2 separate regions of the Hordeum vulgare genome follow, and region 2 is linked to region 1. A link is a contact called in public Hi-C data. All regions are on one chromosome and are shown on one strand. The core of a region is the stretch at or near the end of the contact, and the rest is flanking DNA. Distances in the headings are between cores, read along the strand shown. Region 1 has its middle 64 kb from the start of LOC123397593. Region 2 has its middle 100 kb from the start of LOC123395667.

What was found. Hi-C and Micro-C count contacts between places; a contact is called where the count stands out from the background.
Region 2: a Hi-C map of seedling shows a contact between it and region 1, with 2.7 times the contacts expected there. The contact joins two enhancer-like sites. A contact is called at or near these places in 3 of 6 Hi-C or Micro-C datasets (leaf and seedling) and 1 of 1 datasets of contacts at active chromatin or transcription factors (embryo).

What each region holds. Positions count from the first base shown.
Region 1 is chr5H:42,169,489-42,176,878 of MorexV3_pseudomolecules_assembly, reverse strand. No RefSeq gene overlaps it. Among protein-coding and RNA genes, the nearest start is that of LOC123397593, 64 kb to the right of the region's middle. Within about 2 kb of position 4,903, at least 3 of the 3 cell types and tissues checked have open chromatin away from gene starts, as enhancers often do. A contact at or near this core is called in leaf and seedling, where this site is marked.
Region 2 is chr5H:42,573,782-42,581,533 of MorexV3_pseudomolecules_assembly, reverse strand. No RefSeq gene overlaps it. Among protein-coding and RNA genes, the nearest start is that of LOC123395667, 100 kb to the left of the region's middle. Within about 2 kb of position 2,298, at least 3 of the 3 cell types and tissues checked have open chromatin away from gene starts, as enhancers often do. A contact at or near this core is called in leaf and seedling, where this site is marked.

The DNA.
Region 1 (7,390 bases), core at 3,654-6,153:
GTTGAAGCCTCTTCCCCTCTATACTACATTTTAGCCAAGAAGAGCGAGATTTTCCTTGACACAGAGAGATAAATAGATGAGGAAGGATGATGTTCTTGGTTAGGATGGAAATGCCCATGTGAATGAGTGAAGCTGCCAGCATGATCTAGCTTTGATTCGCTTCTGCTTGTGAATCCTTGTTAGATCATGACTGACAGCCTCATTTCTTCCCAGCAATGGGCATATACTATGTGTTTGCAGTATGGCCTATGGGGCCGAAGGGCTTCATAGCCGGCCAGGGGTAAGTGGCTAGCTTATCTGCTAGCTCCTCGCATTAAATTAACCCAGCTCTAACCATGAAGGTTCTGATGAACTTTGTATAGTGCTTAGTATATGAGCTTGTGGGGGCTAGGGCCAGATTTTCATAGTTGAGCAGCAAGGGAAACCATATTTTCTGCCTTTTCATCACAACTTTTCTGCTTGTTAATTTGATTGTTTCATGGGGGGTCATCGCTTTATTTGGTACACATACTTAGTTTATTGTCTCTTGGCCGGCTATTCGATTAGGTTACGATATGTGTGGAGTGCACCGATTTCAGTTTGGTAGCACTACTATACTATACCTCCAAACAAGTTAGTTAGTTAGCTACTGTACTACTTTAATAGTAGTTCATATGATTATTTAGTAAAATAGTATAGTCTAGCCGAAGCACTTGGCCACAAGCCCACCAACTAACTACCACAATATATTTATTAAGCTAATCAAATCTAGCTAGCTATACATGATGATTTGATGATGGCGACATGTATGTACTTGGTTCCTGCTCTAGCTAATCCACACTGTAGATCAGCTACGCATACATACAATTTTATTTCTCTGCAAGATATATCTACGAACATATATCCATTTACTTTTATGTAAAATTCACTATACGTTTTTTCAACCAAAATCGTCGTACGCTCGTGCCAAAATTAGGCAGAGGCACACGGTTTTTCTTTTAAAATATACATGCCGATAAAGCAATTGAAGTGTACACATGTAGGGTCACCAAATTACGCCCTCTTCCCGTGTATATATGTGTAGGGAATTGGATAACAAGTTCCATATATTTGGGCAGCTAGCTAAACTAAGAAAAGGTCTAGATCTACCAAGCTAGTAGACGTATGCATGTGGAGAAAGCTATAACTGGGCCACTTTCAAGCCCGGACCGGAAGTGGTGATATATACATCGATCTTGTCACTTTCTCGGTTCCAGAACTGGGCCACTGAACAATCCCACTGCCAGTCTGAGCAGCCCTCATTTTTCCATGCTAGTTGACAAATTTAGAAATCATATTCCTAACGATATTGTGGATCTAATCAGCTTGTAACTGCGGGTTATATTTTTTGGCACAAAACAGTTATAATCATTTTATGACGCATCCATCTTCCTACTTTTATCATTATCGAAAGGTCATATTTTATCTATTTTTATTCGTTTGAATGAAGATTATTTGTTGGTGAGTGCTGCTGTGCTAGTGATCAAAAGGAAGAAATGTGAAAAGGACCACTGATTTGAGCAAGTGTCTTCATAGGCATATGTACTACTTTAATCCCTAGCAAATTGGTAGGAGCATCGCAAAGCAGCCAACGCTTTTCACACGTTAGATAGCCAACGTTTCCTTTGTAAATTTGTTGCCTGACAATCTTACGGTCCAGAGTTTGTATCGGCTGCACATCGAGCACAACATGTTGTGTGCACATCCATTTCGAATTGGTAGTGAAGTCTTGATCATGAAGTTGCAATTTTGGACGACAGCCCAACGATTGGAATTCAAGATAAAAGTTGATACGAAATTAATGTGATGTCGACATGCACGAAATGGTCCCTAGCTAGTAGCTAGCTACTCTACACACCGAATCGATGACAGATAAAAGAACCTCAGTTAACAAAACGAAAAAGTTAGTAATAACATTATAAAGTCCTGGTGAATGGAAAGATGTGAGAAGCCTTTGGATGCCTTTGGTGGCATGCCTTAAATTTGGGACCGCTATTTGTTTTTCATACATGTATTGATCCAGAGAACGACGACGACATCTCTTCTCTAGCTAGCTTTTAGATCTACTGTTTGGACGTACATGACGTGTAGACACACCTTAATTATCCATGTGACCGCCACACAAGCACGCATCCTTGGTATGCATATGGCCAATAAGTTTTGGATCTATGCCAGAATTATTTGTTCCAATTTGAGCTGAAATTAAGTAGGAAAACATAAATTGTTGAACCCGTGTTTCTATCGCAAACTGGTCGATGGGTCCGCCGTGTTGATGCAATGATAAACAAGAAATGCAATAGACATGAAATGAAACAATTGATCAATCCAAAAATACACAAACTCCTCAAAGAAATCTAAAAATACAAAATAGGCGCCGCTTGATCGTCCGATGGGTATGACGAAGCCACGAATACTACCCTTGGTGTCCTTGTGTTCCACTCATCTCCAGCATAGTTTGTTGCAGCAGCGATTTTCACAGTACTAGTACTAGTACCGTCCTAAAAAAATGGAAAAAAAAATCAAGAGAAGGGGAAAAAATGAGAGAGAGAGAGATGAGCAATTCTGAGTTTCTCTCTCACCGCTTGGCCTATATATCCTCAGTCGCCGCTTGCTGCTCTCTTTGACGGGACCTCCTCCGCCCCCAATTATTCCCACCTCTCTCTCTCCCTCTCCTGCCAAAAGTGCCAGAGTTATTCCCCTTTCTCTTTGATGGGTAGATCAAGGTGCACCACGAGCTGGTGAAGCTGCCAGCATGATCTGATGACCTAACTCGTGGATCAGAATCCATGTCAATCAGGTCATGCTGGAGTTTCATCCGCTGGTCGGAGCACAACGAAAACCCTAAAATCCCATGAAATCTATACATGGACCATGCATCTACTACCCTTCCTGCAGGTTGTCCTCAAGGTGAGATCCATCCAACTCGCCTCACTGCCTCGCGACTACCGATCTATGCTCGGCCGTGCCTGCCTTGTGAGTCATCAATTCCTGTGTAGGTTGGTTCTGTCTTGGTTCTTGATTCTGCGTATTTTCTTTCGATCTTTCGTTGTAGAACGGATCTGGGTTTCTTGGGTGTTACTAGTGGTAGGTTTCTTCAGATCCTGTCGATTGTTCCTTTTCCTTTCCTCTCCCAAGATTTACTGCCTAGAACGAAAGTTTTCTTTCATGAGGTGACGTTTAAATTGACCTGTCCCGGTGGTAATATCTGAATCGATCTTGTGGCTTGTGATTTAGTTCATTTATATTTAGATCAGAATTTAGGTATTTATGTCACTGTTCGTTTCGCGTATGTGAGATGGTATAGACTGCTCATTAGGCAGCCTTTGGCATTAATCATGATTTTTTATACTGTTTAGGCTGCTTTGGCAGTACTCAGGGTCTCAGGCTAATGTATGTAGGAGTATGTGCTTATTTTTCAGACTTCGATGTTAATGATCCATCGTTCTTTTCCTACTTAACTGTTGTAGGTAGCTAGGTCAATTTCTTGCCAGAACATTTGCAGGAGGTAGAGGAAAACTAACTGCCCAAATACGCCAGGATATTGTAACTTTCTTGATCTTCTTAATAATGAAAAAAGTTTAGTTCCATATCTGTGGCATGGCTAGCTTAATCTTGAATGTCTAGGATGATTGTTAGGGGCACAAAGTAATTATTTTTTCAGCAATTGAAGAGTTGGATGCAGAAGAAGCAGCATATAAATGTCATCAATCTGGAAGATCGAAACAAATGGTTGCGTGATCTGTATGACTGTATCTGAGCAGCATTATTCTTCTTGATGTCACGCATTGATTGATCCTTGTTGCACCTCCATTATATCCATTATGGATTTGTCGTGGCACCACTTGTAAATGCGATGTATGGGCACGTTAATACCACTGTCACTAATTTCTTGCATACTAATTAATATCGGAATCATGCTGCTGAATTACAAATTATCTTCATGAGCACTGGTTTTTTCTAGGCCAGTCAGCCGTGAATCGTGATTATGTTCGTTCATTTTGGTCTTGTCGATAACGGTGCTGAATTAAAAAAATACCAAGTAGTGATATAATTTAAACGAAAGGTGGATATGATCAATCTTGTTCCTTCGTGGACAGATCGAAAAGTGGGCGTGGAAAACAATTATGAACCGAGTTGTCACGTCCGTCAAGACAATGGATTATCAATTCTTGCTTGCAAGATATGTCTACAGAAGAGCTGGTAGTACAGCTTGAATGATTGGCCCTTGCTTGAAGGATGAAACTGCCGTCCATCCATCTTTTCATGATCCCCCTTTGCACGCATGATTGCCCACACTTTCCTCCTCTTTTGGGCCTTGTACTATAAGAGACACGCCGCATCCATATCGCACATCACAAAATAAATTTTCCCTTCCCCATTTTCCTTGACATATGGATGTTTGTAATCCACTTGCAGAATGAAAATACATTTACTAACCCGTGTTAAAAAGTTTGCAGAAACCAAATGAACATGCAAATGTTTCAATTCCGTTTACACCTTTTTTTTAAAAAAAAAGGTAGCAAGGGTCTTTTTTTCATGAAAAAATAGTGAAATAGAAACATGTAGAACTGCATATATGCTGCAAAACGGGCAATGATAACAGCATTTTCCCCATGAAAATTGACAGCATAAAAAGATACCTTGATGTTTTGTTTGAAGAAAACTGTTGACACTCGTAATTTAGTTTTATTTTTGAGCACAAGGGTGTGCATGTGGGTGCACGTCTGCCTAATTAGTTGTAACTTTTTGTTGGCATGTGTAACTACCACGCATCTCTCTGATGTCATGGCGATCCAAGTACATTTGTCACCTAGCATGCATGCATGGTCCTTTGGAAGATTCATGGGCCACACATATGTGCACATAGCTCCAAGCCTTCCTTTATGGCGATTTGGTAAGCTATGGCCGGTTTGTTAGAAGATGCCCACTACTACAACCTAGCTTGTCCTCTCGACCCCTCTCCAGCTCTCATAGAGGACTCGTGTGTGTCAAAATAATGTTTTGTACCCTTTTATGCAACCTTGTCCAATGTCCATGTACAATCTTCGGTCCAAAATATATGTCTCTTTACTATTTTTATGCAAAGTCAGATGCTTTTGCCTCATGTCAACAGATTTTAGCAGCTCCCCAGCTAATGTTTCGAGCTACCTATTAGTAAAAGTTTAGTACTATCCCTTAGCTTTAGTAAATTTATTATTATTAAACTAAAATCACGGCAAGTATTCTGGAACAGAGGGAATTTCCAGCATGATATCATACTAAAATTTTAACTAAAAAATCAGTTAGTGGGTATTTCCTCTGTTCCAAAATTCTTGTCTTAAGTTTATTTAAAAATGGATATATCAAAACTTGACTATGTATATTTCTATATAGACAAATGTAAGAAAAGAATTTTAAAACGGAGGAAGTATAAAACAGAGTCACGAGAATATCTGGATATGCATGCACGCATATATTCATGCTGGAAAATAATTCGGAGCTATGCATGATGATGTGTGTATCTTGACCTAGCTAGCTAGCTTGCTGGAGTGGAGTGCGGCCGGTTGTGTGGCTCCAGAAGATTGCCGGCCCTTTTCTCCATGCCTGGGCCGTCGTCTTCTCGTTTAGACGCAGGTTGCGTCAGTCAGAGCAACTCTACCAGACCTCGTATCTGCCCGACCCGTAAAACGCGTTTGCAGCTCGTGTAAAATTACTTTTACGGACGGCGCGGGCTGGCACAGATGCAAACCCCGCATAATAGATTCGTAAAAAAACATATTTACGGAATATACTTTTTATACGGGTCGGCTTATGCGGGTTCTGATCCGGCGCAGCTCCTCCCGACCCGTAAAACTTAGATTTACAACTTAAATTGATCTAGCACAATGCTTTTCTTTGCTTTTACAACAACATTAGATACAAAAGATATCACCAAGTCTTGGCTAGAATAGCAAAACCAAAGAAAACAAGAATCACAAGTATGCATTTCCCCTCTAGTTGCACATGCAGCCGCATCATTGCCTTTGATTGTACTAAGGAGTGCACTAACATTTATTAAGTTTCTTTCTATCAACAAATCAATGTATTGGCCTTCCCAAAACCAAAATGAGCATCCATCGTCCTACACAAAAGAATGAGCAAGCTTGAAGTGAGCTACCGCAATTGAACTAAAGAATGAGCTATGGAACGAGCTACCGCAAGTGCACGTATCTGTCATTTTCGCATTTGTAGAACACCCATCCGGGGTGCTTTGGCGTGCCCGAAGTGAGCCGCACCACTTGGTGCGTGAAGTCATCGCACTTTATGAGCGGCATCGACAGGCCACAAAGACGTTACGCGAGCGCCGAGCCCGGTGGACGGCCGGACGAGTCCATGCCCGCAAACCTTCGGCGGCGGCGGGCGGACGAACCCGTGTCTTCATGCGGCGATGCGCCCTTGCCTGGGCTGCGGGAGAGGCTCCCCGACCACTCCATCGCCTGGGGCAGCAACCGGCGGCCGGAAAAAGCCAAATCCGGCAGCCCACGATGAAGTGTCGAGATCTGTAAATCCGGCGGCCCGCTGATGTAGGGGGGAGGGAGGGGAGCTCTCGTGCGCGTGACGGCCTTCCGGCGTGCTCCTGCCGGCTGCTGTCGCCGAAATCTTGGGCGGCGGCCGACGGCGGCGCGAGGGGGGAGAGGAGAAGTGGTTGGTGGGAGAAAGCGCGGGATGAAATGCCCCCCACCAACCGCTTCCGCTTATATGCAGGGCACCGCAGCCACGAGGGGGAAACCCACGTTTTCCCGAGTTGGGGTCGGGATTTTGCCGCGCCCCCTAAAATGTTTTGTGGGCCGGGACGGGATGCGGGGTCTGATCGGGCTGGTTTTTCCGCCCCGACCCGCATTTTGACGGTTATTTTACGGGTCGGGGCCGGATGCGGGGTCTGCTAGAGTTGCTCTCACTGGCGTGTGGAACTGGACAATGTGGGACGCAATGTATTTATCCTCCAGACGTGTCATGATCCACTCATTTTCCATTACATACACGCGCGTGAGGTGCTGCGTAAGATGAGATCCCACAGCCTGATAAAGAAAAAAAAACTGCTACAAATCAGTCGGTTGATTTGTCACGAAATTAAGCTGCCTTCATAGCATCCGATTCAAATCCTCTCAGCCGCAGGATCAAGAGGCGCCAGGCAGCAGTCTCCCATGGCAGCACCCGTAGGCCCTTCATTGCAACCTCGTCGGAGCTTTCACGACTGTCGTGGCACTTCACTGCAACCTCGTCGGAGCTTCATTGTAACCTCGTCGGAGCTTCTGATGACCGCCGTGGCGCTTCGTTGCAACCTCGTCGGAGCTTCCCATGACCGTCGCGGCGCTTCACTGCAACCTCGTCGGAGCTTCGTTGCAATCTCGTC
Region 2 (7,752 bases), core at 1,049-3,548, 410 kb before region 1:
ATATGCCACTCTGCTGCCTACTCCCTCCGTTCTTAAATAATAGTCTTTTTAGAGGTTCCACTAGAGGACAACATCCTTCTCGCAGCATTTTAGAAATATAAATATGTTTAGTTGTTTTCTTATCAAGTTAACTCCATGTAGGTACAAATTGTGGAGGATAGCTCAATATTCAATGTTTGAAAGATAGGTATTGGAAGTTAGGCCCAACCTGAACAGTAATATATATAGCATTAGTAAAATAGTGATATAAATTTATTTGTAGACAACTGATACATATTTGCTGGATTTCTTTCGAATGTTTGATGAAATATCAGAACCTGAATTTACTCATAAACTTACCTTCAATATTAGACTCAATTATTATTAAATTTGGTATTGACTATCCAAAGACAATTTCTCGACTCGGCCAACAATGACTAATAGAAATTGTGTGTATTCCCCCCTTGCAACGCACGGGCATATTTACTAGTAATAATAAAGCAAATTCGGTTTCTGGTCGTCCGTCATGGAAATTACCCTTAAAGTTTGCATTTATTACCCACCATGCCACCGGTAAGTAATAGAAAACGTTTCAGAAAGCAAAAAAAAAATCTTGGACTGGACCGGCCCATGTAAAAACCTCCTATATTACGCTCTACACGCTGGGAGAATATCCAGCACACCGTATGGGCCGACCCATGCACAGGCGTCTGCTTTTAGTTCCGTTTATTTATTTATTTTCAGTTCTGTTTTATTTTTTTATTGTAAATAATTTAGAACTTATCATTAAAAAATTTAATAAACTGAAAAATACAAATCAAAATATTTTAAAAAATAAAATGTTTGTGACTTCAAAAACTGCTCGGAGCTTTGTCAAAAATTATCGCATATACAATAAAATGTTTGTACAATAAGAAAAGTCCATGATTTCAAATACAATTCCATGTATTAAAAATTATTAAAGGCATTTAACAAAATGCTTTCTAATTAAAAATATGTTAATGCATTTAAAAAATGTCCTAAAATTTTAAAAATAGCTAATGCCTGTTTTGATAGTTTCTTTTTTTATTTAAAATTTTCCGTTTCATTTTTGTTTATTTCTAATTTAAATAATTTAGAATTACAAAAACTTTTGCATATCAAAAAGAGGAATTTTGAATTAAATGCTGACAAAAACATAAAATGTTTGTGGGTACGAAAAAAGCGCCGTTTTTTTTTTTGCAAATTCCAAAACAATGTCCATGAATTTAATAAATATATTACTGATTTCTAAAAATGTTTGTTTATTCATAAAAACTTCATGCGTTTCAAAAAATGTTTGTGAATTTAAAATAAAATCCTCCAACATAAAAAATTATGTTCGTCTTTTCTTGAACTGGTCGCCAATTCAAAAGAAAATATTTAAACCCGTTCGAAATATAAAAAATATTCACAATTTTTAGTAAATGTTTGTAAATTGTAAAAAATGTTCTCGATTTTAAAATTGTTTCCATATTTTTAAAATTCTTCACGAAAGATCTAATGTATGTAGTTAAACATTAATACTTCTAAGTCTTTGTGACAATATACTTGTGTGAATTTTGAAGAATTAACTGTTGGATGGATCAAATTACTATTGTATGTTTTTTAAAAAATATTGAAATTCAGAATAAATCTTTGAGTGACCAAGATTTTAAACAACCATGATATATATTTTTTGAAAATGTAAAGATTGCTTCAACTTGTGAATAAATTTAAAAGAAGAAACATTTTCTTGCATTTGTGCATAAAATTTTAAAATCAAGCGATGATATATGAACATAATGTGATCACCATCATTGAAGATTATGTTTTTATCTTCCGTGGCAACACACGGGTCATTTTGCTAGTAGTAAAAAAATACATAAAAACCAATTTAAACACGAGAAAACGTACTGAAAGACACAAGAAAATGAAATTTAGAGGGAGCGCCCGCATCCGCATGTGACAAGTGGCAGTGACTAGACGTGCCACTTGGCGTGCTCCCACAGCAATGTGTAACATCCATTTAGTTGCCCTAAGATTTTCCGATGCATAGTGCGTCGTATATTTACTTATTTATTTATTGAGTGATAGGTGCGTCGTATATGAAATTCTGGATTTAACAGCCCGTCCATGTTACATATTTCCATGTCCGTCCAGGCCCAAGCCTCCAGCCCACTAGCGAAGAAAGCCTATCGATCATGCTGCTGGTTGGCAACTTTGTAGTATCCAAGTTGAGAACCCTCGGCGTGGAGTGGTGTGCCGTGCGGCTCCGTCGGGGCGACGGTGCAGAGACAGCGACGCCGGTCCTGCCAGGCACAATTTAATTTGTCAATTGCTGCATCGATCTATCTGTGCTGTGGACGCGCAGCGCAGACACAGAGAGAGGGAGCGCGCGCGCCTAGCATTGCCTAGGACTCGTTTTCAGCTGCAACTTGCAAGCAGGATCGACAGCAGCTACCCACCTACCTACCTAAACATCTACCCCTAGCTAGACGTACTAGCTACTACAGCAGGACCGCCATTAACATATCCAGAGAGAGAGATAGCTACTCCTACTCCTAGACCTAGGGCTAGGTGGGTAGAGTAGAGCAGCTAGCTACCTAGCTAGCCGATGCGCATGCAACTGTCCAGCGTGGTACTCTCTCTCTACCAGCAGCCAGCAGCTAGCCGATCTCGACGCATCGCAGTCGCACGCAGGCTATACGCTACGCTACGCGCATGCTAGCTCGCCTCGGGTTAATGGCTACTCGCTCGTCTTATTGATTACTGCAGGTTCCATATCGCGCCCGCTGCTGCGTGCGTGCCTCCTGCGGCATGGATCCTCGATCCATGGACTGTACGCATGCCGATCCATGCCGTCAGATCAGATGCCAGCGGAAACCCAACAGCGATGCCCCAACCGCGGCACCCCGCGCTGTTAAATGCCGATGCCGGGATGGGCACCAACTGCTTTCCTCTGGTTTCGTTTCCTTCCACGTCAAACTGTATTACTATGTTCATGAGTGGCAGTGTCTTTTTACAGCCGAAACCAACCATCGCTACTGTGCATTCCTGCTTCGTGCTTGGTGTATAAACTCCATCGATCAGGTTGGTGCCATCCCTACAGACTGTTGCTACCGACCGGGATCTGTGGTACAAATCGCAAATGTATACAATATATCTCGCGAGATTTCTACTGCACGCAGCCGTGGAGCGTGCGCATAGTATACGGCACGCTGCATGCATACGCGCGCATGCCTGTATAAAGCTGCATATCGATGCTTTTCATTGTTGATCGAGAGGATCATAATATTTTAATCCACTGCATGCGCCACACTGCTACTCCCACCTAGGTAGCTGCTAGGAGTAGCAGCCAGCCCAGGGGTGAGTTGATCAGGGATTCAACACATACACTAGCTAGCCAGCAAAGCTACTCCTGGTAGCAGCAACGGCTTTTGTTTGTCATGCTTGTAAAGAAATGCATTCGCAATATATAAATGTATGCATACTGTGTTGATGCGTGCGTAGCCCTTGGCCTGGTCGCCTGGACCACACTAGGGGCCCTTCCATTACTGTCTTTTTATTTTTTGAATGTTGACAGGATAACTGTCAAATTCATTAATCAGAAGAGGTAATACTACCGCGTGATATATGTGGTAAGCAACATAAACTTGATATATAATCAAAGAGAAGAGGTAATACTAATACACCTTCAGAGAAGAAAAACACAATAAAAAGGTTACGTAGTATAAAATGAAATGAAAGAAGAAGAAAAAAGATCCAACTGGCACAACCACACACCAGAGCTCACCATCAACTGTGCACAGCATCGAAATCCATGATCATGTCTTCAAGATGATGCCTCCGAGGAGGTGATACTAGGGACATCATCTTCATCCGATCTGACAGAGCCAACACACGTCCCATATTATCCGTTTTTGTTTGTTTGGATTCAAACGGACAAACGAACCGATCCAACGTGCGTTTTTATTTGTAAATTTGTTTCTCGTCCGTTTCATTTTATTGTGGACCTAAACTTGGTTGGGCTTTTCAATTTTCTTTCACCTAACCGAGTCAATGCACACAGAAAAAAGGGCCCGCATGTCAGCCAACAAAACGGCCTGAACCACGTTTTTTTATGGTGAAGTCGTGGACTTTCACTTCCTCACCATCTTTGCTCCCACCACAGTAGACACCAAACCCTAGCCTAGCGCTATCGTCCACCTCGCTCCCTGCCGGCCATGGGGTTGTGGAAGTGGCACTCAAGCAAGAAGACCAAGAGCGGGCACGAGGTGTGGTTGTCGTCCACCTTGTCTCGAAGGGCGGCCAGGCACTCCACCTCACTCGCATCCTTTTCCATCTCCCCTCATGTGGCCGCGTCATGCTTCTGGTCCTACATCAAGGTCGTCATCCATCGTCGGTACTGGGAAACCGACACACCGATGTCGTGGTCGCATGTCCACCTCCCAGAAGGATGGCACCTGAGCCCGGATCAGGTGCCCATTCCCCCTGTCCCAGCGAGCGGTCGTGTCCGCCTCCAGGACATCGCCAGTCATCACACCCGAATTCTGTGCCAGCACCTCGCCTACGGCAGATACGACGTCCACTCGTCCCTATGGGACACATGGTTCCAAGACGAGCACGACATGCGTCGACAAACCTTTGTTTAATAGTCGTGGTAGTAGCCCGTCCCGTGTGCCTCGTGTGCACGCACCAAGCCCGCCTAGAGCCTGCGGCTGCGCAACGTGACACCGACACCCTCTCCCTTCCCGTCGTCGTCGCCCCTGCAGCCTCCTGCCATGACAACCGAGGAGGAGGAGCAGTTCGTGTAAGCCGTCATGGAGGACTCTGAGCGGGCGTACATGAGCCGCCGGGAGGAGGAATAGGAGGGCCTATAGGAGATGCTCGAGTTATCGGCCTTCGGAGACGTTTACGAGCCGGAGGTGTAGATGAAGCAGGAGGTGAAGATGGAAGTGAAGGAGGATGCCACATAGGAGCGTGCATGGGCATCGTGGTCACCACCGCCGCCGTCGCCGCCGCCGCCTGCGTAGCACGCACCCCGTCCATTTTGGGGGCTACCGCCCCAGCTTTGGACACCCCCACCCTAAATGGACGTGATGAGCAACGACGAGGATGGTGGCGCGTGAAGACGATAGCGGCGATGGCTTCGTCGGCCACGGCATCGACGACGACAGCTTCTGCGACACGCGGGGCGACCACATTATATTTTTTATGTTTTTAATTTTATCTTAAGTAGTGTGCATGGGCTCTGACTATGGAGGACTTTTTAATTTCTTTATTTATGTTTTTAGCTATTTTCAATTCCTTTTTAAGTTTTCAATGTCTTTTTTGGTGTATTTTTGAAGTCTAACACGAACAATTTGGGGATGCAGTCGCCGTCGGATGCCCCGACTAGCGGACGACCCATACCAGACATGGGCGTCCATTTTGCCAGCAAACGGACGTCCGTTTGGGGTCGTGCGTTGGAGTTGCCAGTTTTTCAACAAAAGTTGTGAGGTAGGAAGAGCAATGAGCTCCACGAAGGTACCTCCAAGGAGGAAGAAGACATCCATATATATCGTTATTGTCGACACCCACAAGGTTGATGCACGATTTTCATCTCGAGCCAAGTAATCCACCAACCACCGAGGATCCTAGACCTACCCACCCCCGGTAGAACGAAACCAAGCACACGCTGCTAGACAAGGAATTGTCACCTCTGCACACCAAAACTAGGCGAGAACATGCCAACGTGACTAGTTTGCACCGCCGCATCAAGACTTGAGTGCACCAAGTTGATTCTGACTAACCTATGCTTCCGTGCGCAGATCTGGACGAGAATTCACATCGTAGTGCCCAAGAAAACTCGAGGGAGTGGGGGGAGGGCAGAACTCACCACCCGCACCGGTGTGCGCCTCAACCAAGCAAAAAACCAAGCCAAACTAACGGGCTCGCACAACCGAACGCAAGGGCCGAACATCCATGCTAGAACTGGTCTGCCCAAGTTTCCTCTAGCAGCAATAAGAAGAACACCGCCTTGCTTAAAGGAAGGGAGGAACCCACCAGCATTCACCGGCATCATGGGCGGATTCAGGCCCCAGACAGAAGGGGCAGCAACCTGGGGCATGAGGCCCATCTCCTTCGTCCACTTTAGCATTCTAGCTACAGTAAATGCTACAGTCAATGAAGGTTGCGTGGGCCTTGGCCCAGTTCACCTACGGCGTGACTCATTCCTGGGTTCGCTAGTGCTTCGTCACTATCATCACAACCATCTAGGCGTCGTTGGGCGGCAAGATCTCGTCACGAGCCCACGGAACCTCATATCGAGTCCGTCCATTACGACATGTGAGCATCTCACCACCGTGATGCCCAACCACCTTGGGTCGTGCGAGCACCTCCACGACCTCCTCACGCATCTAGGGGACGATGATAGAAACCCCCAAGCACCAACGAAGCCCGCAAGGTCGTCGGCTAGAAGATCCAAGTTGGGGACGCCGTTCGAGCGCATCATGCGCCCCCCCACGATGCAGAACCGCATCGGGAGAGATGCCTCGGTACCACATACACTCCTCGTCCCTAACCTGCATCCCCGCATCGTGTCGTCGCACCATTCGCCACTGCGAGCCCACATCATGTCGCGAGCAACAACGCGCGCTCACCACACACCACCGTGCCTTCTCCGTCGACCGGCTCCAGCTCACCGACTAGGGTTTCGCCCGAGACGTCTGCAGTGGGGTGGGTTAGAGGGGGGGCATGATCGCTGGACCTATGTTGATTCAAAAGTTTTGCATATGAATTTTGTAGGCCGGGGGTATAATTCTTAAAAAAAATTATAGGATTAGAATCCTTAGTATTTTTTAATGTGTTGATTGTTTGATTCATAGGATTATATCCTGTAAAATACATTCACACAGTGATGCCCAAGAAAACTCGAGGGGGGAGGGCAGAACTGACCGCCCGCACCGATGTGCGCCTCAACCAAGCAAATACCAAGCCAAACTAATGGGCCTGCACCACCGCACGGAAGGACCGGACATCCTTGCCGGAAGTGGTCTGCCCGAGCTTCCTCTAGCACCAATAAGTAGAACAACGCCCTGCTTAAAGGAGCTAGATGCGGGGACGCTTGAAGGAAGGAATCCACCAGCATCATTGGCGGATTTAGGCCCCAGGCAGAAGGGGCGTCGGCCTGGGGCGTGAGGCCCATCTCCTTTGTATATTGTAGCATTTTAGCTACATTAAATGCTACAGTCAATGAAGGCTGCCTGGGCCTTGGCCCAGTTCGCTTGGGGCGTGACCCATTCCTGGGTCTGTCATCGATCGGCACCACCATCACCACCATCTAGACATTGTTAGGTGATGAGATCTGGTTGGAGGCCCGTCAGAACTCATATCGAGTCCGTCCATTGCGACTTGCGAGCATCTCACCACCGTGATGCCCAACCACCTCAGGCCACGCGAGCACCTCCGCGACCTCCTAACGCGTCTAGGGGACGACGAGAGAAACCCCCAAGCACCATTGGAGCCCACAAGGTCGTCGCCCAATAGATCCGTGTTGGGGATGCCGTTCGAGCGCATCTCGTGCCCTTGCATAATTGCATCAAGAGTGATGCGTGAGTACCACGTACACTCCTCGTCCCTAGCCTACATCCCCGCATCGCACCATCGCGCCATTCGCCACTGCCAGCGCACATCATGTCGCCAGCAACAATGCGCACTCACCACGCACCACTACGCCTTCTCTGCCGACCGGCTCCAGCCCACTGACTAGGGTTTTGCCCGAGACGCCCGCAC